Linked DNA regions of Anas platyrhynchos: region 2 is linked to region 1. A link is a contact called in public Hi-C data. All regions are on one chromosome and are shown on one strand. Each heading gives the region's core, a stretch centred on a gene start, on an enhancer-like site or on the middle of the called end of the contact. The rest is flanking DNA. Distances are from core to core; before and after follow the strand shown.

Region 1 (4,479 bases), core at 1,030-3,529:
AGTCAAAAATACTGATTAGCAAGAAAACTGAAGCATTTAAGATGTGTTTTTGATGCAGAGGAAAAAGTGTTTCACACTTTTAACAAGCTAATGTGTTAATTTACTTTAGTTATAAGCTCATTTACAGCATAAGGCTTACTATGATAATTTTTCAAAGAGGACTAATTTAAGGATGCTATGCCTTGAAGTTAAGGATGTGTAGTTTCATCCTTCTTGGCAATCTGGATCTGTAGTTGTTTGTTAAAACAGAGTGTTGGTTGTGGGTAGAGGTGATGGCTGGGGTCTCTCTTCAGCAGGTATCAGGAGCTTGCTGAAGATGACTGCGTGTATTCTAGAGGAGATGAATGCTCCTCATCATTGGCAGGCCAGTGCAGTGAGGCAGCACAGGATGCCTGCTGGGCCTCTTTAATACAGCTGTACAGCCTGCAGTGTCCTGAACTTTTTCCCTTAAGCGTGCTCAGTTGCCCCTTAGAGAAGCACCATTCTTCTTCAAAGGATTCTGCTTTGGTCTGCATAAGGGATATAAACATAATTGCTCACACAGTTATGAAACAAGAAATGAACTCTGCCAAAACAAAAACAAACAACAAGCCATAAAATGTCAAACTCTGAAGTAAGTTACATCTGGATTGCAGTAAAAATTGGTGGCATATCCAACAGGGTCTTCTCTAGTGCTTGTTTGCTCATCTTTTTTACTTAATCTAAATAGCCACCGTTTTGCATTATCTTTCTCATTCAATACCATTGGACTTGATCCAGATGAACACTTCTGCCATAATTTATGTACATTCCTTAAACTAGCATTTAAAAGTAATTTCATATGGATGAGGAATGTAAGTTGATATCTTAATGACTTCCCATGCTTAAAATAATGAATTCAGCATGCTAAGGAGCAATATAATGTGAATAGTGCCACAGATTGTTTCTTGTTGTTTTGTTTGGTTTTTGCTCAGTTTGAGTTAGAAGAACAGGGTGTGTACTTGCACACTAAATAAATGTGTGCAGGGGAAATGCCCAGGTCTGCCCTCCATTCTGTGCACTGTCATAACCATTGTTTCTTATTTCAAAGATAGAAAGCTTGCCTTTTATCTTGGCAAATAAACATTTCTGTGGCTAGATTTCATTATTTACGTTTATCAGACCCCTTATGCTTTTGCATAAATCATTAGGATTAATTTTTAATGTAACCTAGATAAAACAGAATCTCATTGTATATTGTAATAAATTTCATGTTAACTACCAGTTGCATGAATACCTGTATTCACGTGCTATGTGAATATAATGCTGCTTGTCTCACTCTCATCTTTCGTGTTTTCAAAGACAAGTTTGGAGAGGTATGCATGAGAAACCTATTGCTGAGACCTGGGGTAGCAAGTTTCCCATAGCATTCTTAGAATACCAAAGGAAGAAATATGCAAATCACTTCAAACCCAGACACTTTGGGCACAGCTTACAAATTAGTCTTTTCGGCATAAATCCTAGTTCAATAGCTTAATTATTCAACTGTAGTTTTGCACTCCTGCTACAAAAGCAAGGAATTTCAAGCACATTGTTTGTGAGCTGCTTACAAGCCCTCCCCTATGAACCTTGGACCTTTTTCTTAACTGCTGCAAAGCGGGCTGAGAACATACCACAGAGCAGTGCACTGGAAGAGTTTTTAAATGTTAATGAATAATATGATCACTTTATTAGGGAACTTTTCCATGATGTGTTTCCAGGCACTCTAGAGGAATGTATTTGTGCACACAATGTTTTATTTGCTTAAGAGAACAAATAACTTTTTTGATATCCTTTGACCTTCTTTTTTCCCCCTTTTTAAATTTCAAAGCTGTTGATGTAAAACTTCTGTGAAAAGGACAGGATAACTTGCAGAGAACAGTGTTGTAATGTCTACTGTAAGTGTTTTTAAAGAGCCATGATACGTTCTGTATCCAAATGATTAAGGAGATCTTTTCTGTGCAGCGGCGCTAATCATTCCTTCAATTATTTCCCTGAATAGCTTTGAGAGCTCTCATACCTCATATTCCTTCATCTCATGTTCCATGACAGGAATGAAAATTGTCTGTAATTACGTAAAGTGGGCACTACTTCCTATGTGAGTTCATGAGATGTGTAAAAGCATAATCCTATTTGTATCTGGTATCAAAGCTAGGTAATATTCTCACATATGGGGAAGATACAATGGAGCTGTGATTGGAATTTTTCAGGTGATTTCTCCCTAGAACAAGTTGGCAACTTGGAAAACTATGCTGTAAATTAAAACTGCCCATCCAAGCAGCTGTAAATTGCGTGACCAGCACTTACTCAGCAAATAACTTCCTGTGGACCTCACTGACCTTGTCAGTATTGTGAGGAGCATGGCTTCAGATAGAGAGAAATTGCTTTTGAATAGTTGCTCTGAAAATGTACAAGCAGGCGTCTCTGTAACAGGAGGCATGAGGAAAGTCTAAAAACATGAGAAATTATAAAACATAGGAAAAATCTTCATTTTTTTTTGTGTTTGTGGTATTCCTGATTCATAGCTTTCTTGCTTTTTCCTACTTTGCATTTAAGGTTACAGCTCTAAGAATCTTTTTTTTTTTCTTTTTCCTGGAACGATCTCAGCTTGCTTGAAGGGCGAGTCCTTGGATGCCATATTTATGTCAGAGCCATCTGGCTGACATGTTCATTGAATTAACATGCAAAAGTAGTAACATGTTCTTATCCCAAAGTTTTACTTCTGATATAAGGTCAATTTAAAGCCAAGTTCAGGTTTTCTAGGAATCCAAAACATGCTTATGTAATGGTCACAGTTGGCAATACTATTGAAATGTGCTGTTCTATGGATGCAGCAGCCTTCCTTGTATTTGTTTAACTTACAAGTAAAAATTACATATCGAAAAGGCCTTACTTTGAGGCATTTTAGTGTTAAATCCCAGATTCTGTTTTTTTTTTTTTTTTTTTTTTTTTTTTTTTTTTCTGTTAATTATTCATTCTGGCAAAAATAAAATCATCCAGGTCACAAGAGACAGAAATGGTTTGAGCCCAACCCCCCCCCCCCCCCCCCCCCGTTTTTTAAAAGCTTGTATAAACAGCTTGCTTCCCTCATTTTTTGATTTTTGTAATTCATCTTTTACTTGATCTACAAGGTGGACAAGTTACAGAACTGTACTGTGGATCATCTTGTTGTTTGATAACAGTAATTTTATTTGCAATTTATAGGGAAGATAAAGAATATACAAGAATATACACCAACAAGTCCTCCACTAAATACAAGAATATACATCAACTTGCATATATCCAAGTGCTGTAGCAGGTCGCCAACCATTTCCTCATGGATAGTGAGGGCCACATTCTGCTCCCCATCCCCTTCCACTAGTTCAGGGTATTGGGTGTCCAGAGAGCAACTGGTTTTGCCGCTAAAGTCTGAGGCAAAGAAGGCATTAAGCACCTCCACCTTTTCTTCATCTTTTGTAACTAAGTCCCTCCCCGCATCCAGTAAAGGCGGGACATTCTCCTTAGTCCTCCATTTTGCATTAATGTATTGGTAAAACCATTTTTTGTTGTATTTGACGGCAGTCGCCAGATTGAGCTCCAGATGAGCTCTGGCCTTTCTAATTTAGTCCCTGCACTGCCTCGCAACATCCTTATAGTCCTCCTGAGTGGCCCGCCCTCTTTTTCAAAGACTGTAAACTCTTTTTCCTCCTAAGCTCAAGCCACAATTCTCTGTTCAGCCAAGCCTGTCTTCTTCCCTGCCGACTCGTCTTTGGGCACATGGGGACAGACCGCTCCTGCGCCATTAAGTTTTTCTTCCTGAAGAGCGCTCAACCTTCCTGGCCTCCTCTGCCCTTCACAACCTCCTCCCAAGGGACTCTACCAATCAGTGTCCTGAACAGTTCAAAGTTGGCCATCCAATACAGTCCAATACATCCAATACAGTCCAATACAGCGGTTTTACTGGTCCCCTTCCTGGCTTCTCCAAGAATGGAGAACTCTACCATTTCATGGTCACTCTGCCCAAGACAGTTTCCAACCACCACATCTCCCACCAGTCCTTCTCTGTTTGTGAAGAGAAGGTCTAGCGGGGCACCTCCTCTGGTAGGCTCACTAACCAGCTGCGTCAGGAAGCGATCTTCCACTTTCTCCAGAAACTTCCTAGACTGCTTTCTCTGGGCTGTGTTGTGCTTCCAGGATATATCTGGGAAGTTGAAGTCCCCCACGAGAACAAGCACTGATGATTTCGCAACTTTTGTCAGCTGCCTGTAGAACTCCTCATCAGTCTCCTCATCCTGGTTTGGTGGTCTGTAACAGACCCCCACCAGGATGCTTCCCTTGTTGGCCTTCCTGCTGATCCTAACCCATAGGGACTCAACCTTATCATTCCCAGCCTCAAGTTCTGCGACATCAAAACTCTCTCTGATATAGAGAGCCATACCACCACCCCTTCCATGCTGCCTGTCCCTTCTGAAGAGCATATAGCCAGAGATTTCAGCACTCCAG
Region 2 (4,479 bases), core at 515-3,014, 54 kb before region 1:
ACTGCTGTATCTGTAGCTCTCACTGTTATAATAAAAGCTCTCTTTGTTAGAGGGTTACAAACACCTTAAAGGAAATGCTAGCTTGGCTTGTTTATCATTTTCATCATAATTACAGACTCAATCATGAATATTCATGTAGTACCACACTGTAAATACGCATTCCACTTTATAGAACGCAGATGAAAGCAGCTCTCAACAACTTACTGTGTGACCCCTACACATGGGTATAAGAAAGGACTTGGGGTGTGCATTCACCCATTAACAAAATCCTGCAATGATTCAAGGAAGATGAAGCTTTTCTAATGGAGAAAATGCATGGTAGCCATCCATTTATAAACTGCTATTTCCAAATGCGTGTCTTATTTGGGGGGTGGTTGCTGACCATGCTTGTCCAAATACCTTTGCAGGACATATACACAGAAATAACACAGTGGAATTTGGCTCCTAATTACAGAACACTGGTTACTAATTTAACTATAAAGATACCAGACCTCAAATTCCTCACCCCATGTCTTCTCAACTGTCCAAACAGTTCATCTCAGTGTAACTAAAATCCAAATAATTATTAAGATTTAAACCAATTATCATCTCATTTTCTGAAGCCGCATAGTGAATCGGTGTGTTTGGTTCAGTTGTCAGAATAATTTAATGCATTTTGGTATCAGGTAATTCAGAATACATTTGGAAGTTCACAAAATGCTGCCTTTAATATAAAAATTTGTATTGAGGGATTGTAGTTTTATCGACCTGCTTCTAACTATAGCTTTCATCGCTAAAACAGATGTGTTGCAATTAATACCTATTCAAAGCAATTCATTTTGCATTGAAAATCTACAGCATTAGCCTACAGCCCTCATCAGACGGCTTATCCTGTTTCCATCACCGCCTTACATTCATCTTGATGTTTTTATTTGTTGCAGCTTTCGGTAGAAAGCCTGCTGCCGAGGTCGCCCAATAAAAGTTTAAGCGCCTTGTGCTATTAACGTGCTCGTGCTCCATGTGGAGTGCTGGTTTCCTTCCTTTTATTGAACGCCAAACGGAGGGACACAATGGGCGTGTTGTGCTCCGTGCAGCACGGTATGCGCGATATCTTCGGGAGGGAGGTGTGAGCGGGCTGCGATACCGCTGCTCTTAGCAGCACAAGTGCCACCAACTAATCAACCACAGCGCTGGGGCACGCAGCCCACTGAAGGCTGGTGAAGAAAAAGCTGCTTTTTATTATGACCTACATACCGCACGGCAGCAGCCGGACAATTTGAGGCTAGTTACGCTGAGGCTGAGCACAATGCACGAATTCTAGTAATGAAGAACTCATCCAGCTCGGGCTTTACCAATACGTTGGCGAGTTTGACAATGCATTTGAGGCAGGATGCAGAAGCAGCATCCTGACAGCACAAAGCACGGTGGGAAACAAACAAACAAAAAAAAAAAACAACCCACGTTTTAATAGAAAACGCGAGCATATGGCTTTATCCCCTATCGGAGGCATCCTTTTGCATCGCCAAGCGCCCGGCGCATCGCGCTGAGACACCGACCACCGCGGATAAAGCGATCGCACCGACTCCCCCACGGCCCCACAACCCCCCCGGGTCCGAAGCCGCCCTTTAGGGGCCGCGATAGATACCTGCAGCAGCCGGGTCCCCGCGGGAAGCCTGGCTCGGAGGGCGGCTGCACAGCGCGGGGAGGCTGCTCGCCGGCACCACGCACCTGCCGGCTGTGCGGCGGGGAAAGGCGCCCGCTGCTTCTTCCCCCGGAGCTCCGGCTTCTCCCCCGGGAGCGCCTAGCGAGCGGCTGCGGGAGCGCTGCGGGGCAGCCGTGCCTCTACGGGGCGGAGCGCGGCTGGGCAGCCTGACAGCAGGTCCGCAGCGGTGCCGCGCCGCATCCCGCCTCCTGCGAGCGGCCGGCGGCACTCCCCGGCTTGTCAAAATGGCAGCCGCGACGCCCCTTCCTCCCCTCCTCTCCTCTCCTCCTCCTCCTCCTCCCTCGATGAGGTCGGCGCTAATTGCGCGGCGCCCCGCTCCCCGCACGCAAAATGGCTGGGCCCTGCGGCGAGGCGGCCCCGGCTTTACACTGCCATGGCAACGGCCCCGCCACGCCCCCGCCGCCCTGAGGGACCCCAGCGGGGCGAGGGGACAAGGGCTGAGCCGTGGGGAGCTGCTGGTGGGCATCGGCTGCCCTCGCCTCCCATCTCGGGCGCCGGAGGAGGCAGCAGGCACGCAGCGCGCTTCCACCTGAAGTTTTGAGAAATAATGGGGAGCAGTGTGCAAGCATGTTGTACCCCACACGCAAAAAGCGAGTGTTAAGTGGAGGAAGGTTGCTTTCAGCCCCTACCTAATCGCTGGCAGGGCTGGGCTTTCTTTGCACGATAAACCACAGCCTTCCTTGCGAGGTGTGGTACGTATAGGTTATATATATAGGTTATAGGGCCACATGAGGTTTACCAGCTCTGCTGCTCCACCTGTCCACACCAAAGCTCTGCTACCAGGGCCCAAGACACCCACTGGTGTCTCAGTGCTGAGAACTGAGGGCTGCTGTGGCAGGTTTACACACTTCTGTCCCCAGCATCCTTACACTGGTGCCCTTGCACGAGCAGTGGTTTCTCTGACAGTATTACAAGAGGAGAATGGTCTGCAGGGGACTATGACTACCATTTGTTTCACTGGGGAAAAAGGAGGTAAATTATTCAGATTTCTGACATGACAGGGCTGAAACATTCCAACACATTCAAAATCAGTGCTTCAATATTAATTTATTCTTATTTCTTTCTCTTAGCCTTCTTAAAAATAAAGTTAGACATGTCTCAAACTGCAGTTGGTGCTAAGAACCCTGTGCTGGCATGAGACAAAAGGACCTTCAGCTGCCATGACTCAAGCACATACTTTCTGTGCCATGATTACTGTCCAGCAGTACTTTCTGATCAGAAAAGGAAGTCTGCTGGTTTGGCAGCCCGATTCTGAAGCTTTTGGCTAGAAAACATTAAACTACTGAAGTAATTATTTACACACAAAGTAAGTATTAAAACAGAACCAATCTGCATTACAAAAATACCATTTCAACATGATTAGCTCACTAACTTTTTTTTTTTTGTTGTTAATAAACAACATGAAACAGACCGCATACCCAGTCCCTTTCTTCTTAATGCACTGATACAGTCACTGACTCTGTAAGTAATGTTCTTCAGAAAGTGAAAACACAAGTGAGGTTTCCGTCACTTTAATGCACTAACATACTGTGGTTGCAGTCATAGTATTCTTGACAGGCAGGCTGAAGTCTTAGCTCATGAAAAAGCAGAGGTAGTGAGTTTTTAAACAATAGGTTAGAGCTTGAAAAGATTTGAAGATGCTTGTCCATGTCTGTATATCTACATACAGTTTTCTTAACACACAGTGGAAGCACATTACTTTCTTAAGTGTTCTTGAAGTTACTTTAAAGAAACTGCCTCAAGAATGCAAGTTATAATTCAATCTTCAGGGCTCTAGATCCATGTTTCTAACATAGCCATACTTCACGTTAAGAGTGATGGAGCTTTTGTCTGTGGTACACCTATAGGACTTATGATATGCATGTACATGCAAACTTTCCTTGTCTTCACTGACATAAGCAATCAAGTAGAAGTTGGAAAAGGCTTAATCCAAGAACAGATTATGGTTTTGATTCAGCAAGCCATTAAAACACAAAGTGTGAGGACGTAACCTATTTGATATTACTTAGAAGCTCCACAGAAGTCCTAGGAACAGATTTTGATATATGCTTCGCATGAGCAGTCAATTTTTTTTTTTCCTGGTACAACCTGGTACAAATCATGGCATTACAAATGGGAACTGGAACCATGGTCCAGAATCATGCAGCCAAAGTGGTGGCTCTAGACTAATCCCATATCATTCAAGTGCAATGTATAGAATCATACTTACCCTACAGTGAGGTATTCAAGTAGCTAAAGATAGCTACTTGTCTGCTGTGCATTAGAACACACCTGAAAATAGTTGGTACATTACTTGGCTCAAATCCTATTCAAATGTCAATTTAAATGAGCTTCCTGATCTCCCTGTAGTTCCTGAAGGACAGATGCTTACATCAAAAAACATAGCTGAAAGAACTCACAGGTCCTTCACCAAAACGTCACCAACAGTCTTCGGTTTTAAGATAAAAATAACAAGCATTATTCTCAGCCTTATCTATAGAAACCACATCAATGTATCATTCACCATTGTAATTTAGCCCTTCCTGTTATTTTTCTTCACAGAATAGTTTCTGGCTCTCTGGTTTCATAAAATACATAACTGTATACCTCCATTAAAGCAACATCTTATGGCCTTCAATCAATTCTATTCAGATATTTTTCATTAAAAAAAAAAAAAAGTAACAAAGTAAGTTTAGCTTCAACAACTTTGGTGCATTCTACAATTGTTTGGAAAGCATGAGCTGTAACAAATAGAGGATTTTGTCATCCATGGACAGGAAATATCAAAAGCACATCCT

The links. A called contact is a pair of places that touch in the nucleus more often than the background predicts.
Region 2: a Hi-C map of liver shows a contact between it and region 1, with 1.9 times the contacts expected there. The contact joins the promoter of SORBS2 here to the enhancer-like site in region 1. A contact is called at or near these places in 2 of 8 Hi-C or Micro-C datasets (liver and skeletal muscle).

The regions. Positions count from the first base shown.
Region 1 is chr4:23,038,806-23,043,284 of IASCAAS_PekinDuck_T2T, reverse strand. No RefSeq gene overlaps it. Among named protein-coding and RNA genes, the nearest start is that of TLR3, 15 kb to the right of the region's middle. Within about 2 kb of position 2,279, at least 1 of the 8 cell types and tissues checked has an H3K27ac peak or open chromatin away from gene starts, as enhancers often do.
Region 2 is chr4:23,092,068-23,096,546 of IASCAAS_PekinDuck_T2T, reverse strand. SORBS2 (sorbin and SH3 domain containing 2) reads right to left here and starts at 1,764. Exons shown (of 28, transcript XM_072037206.1): 1 at 1,625-1,764.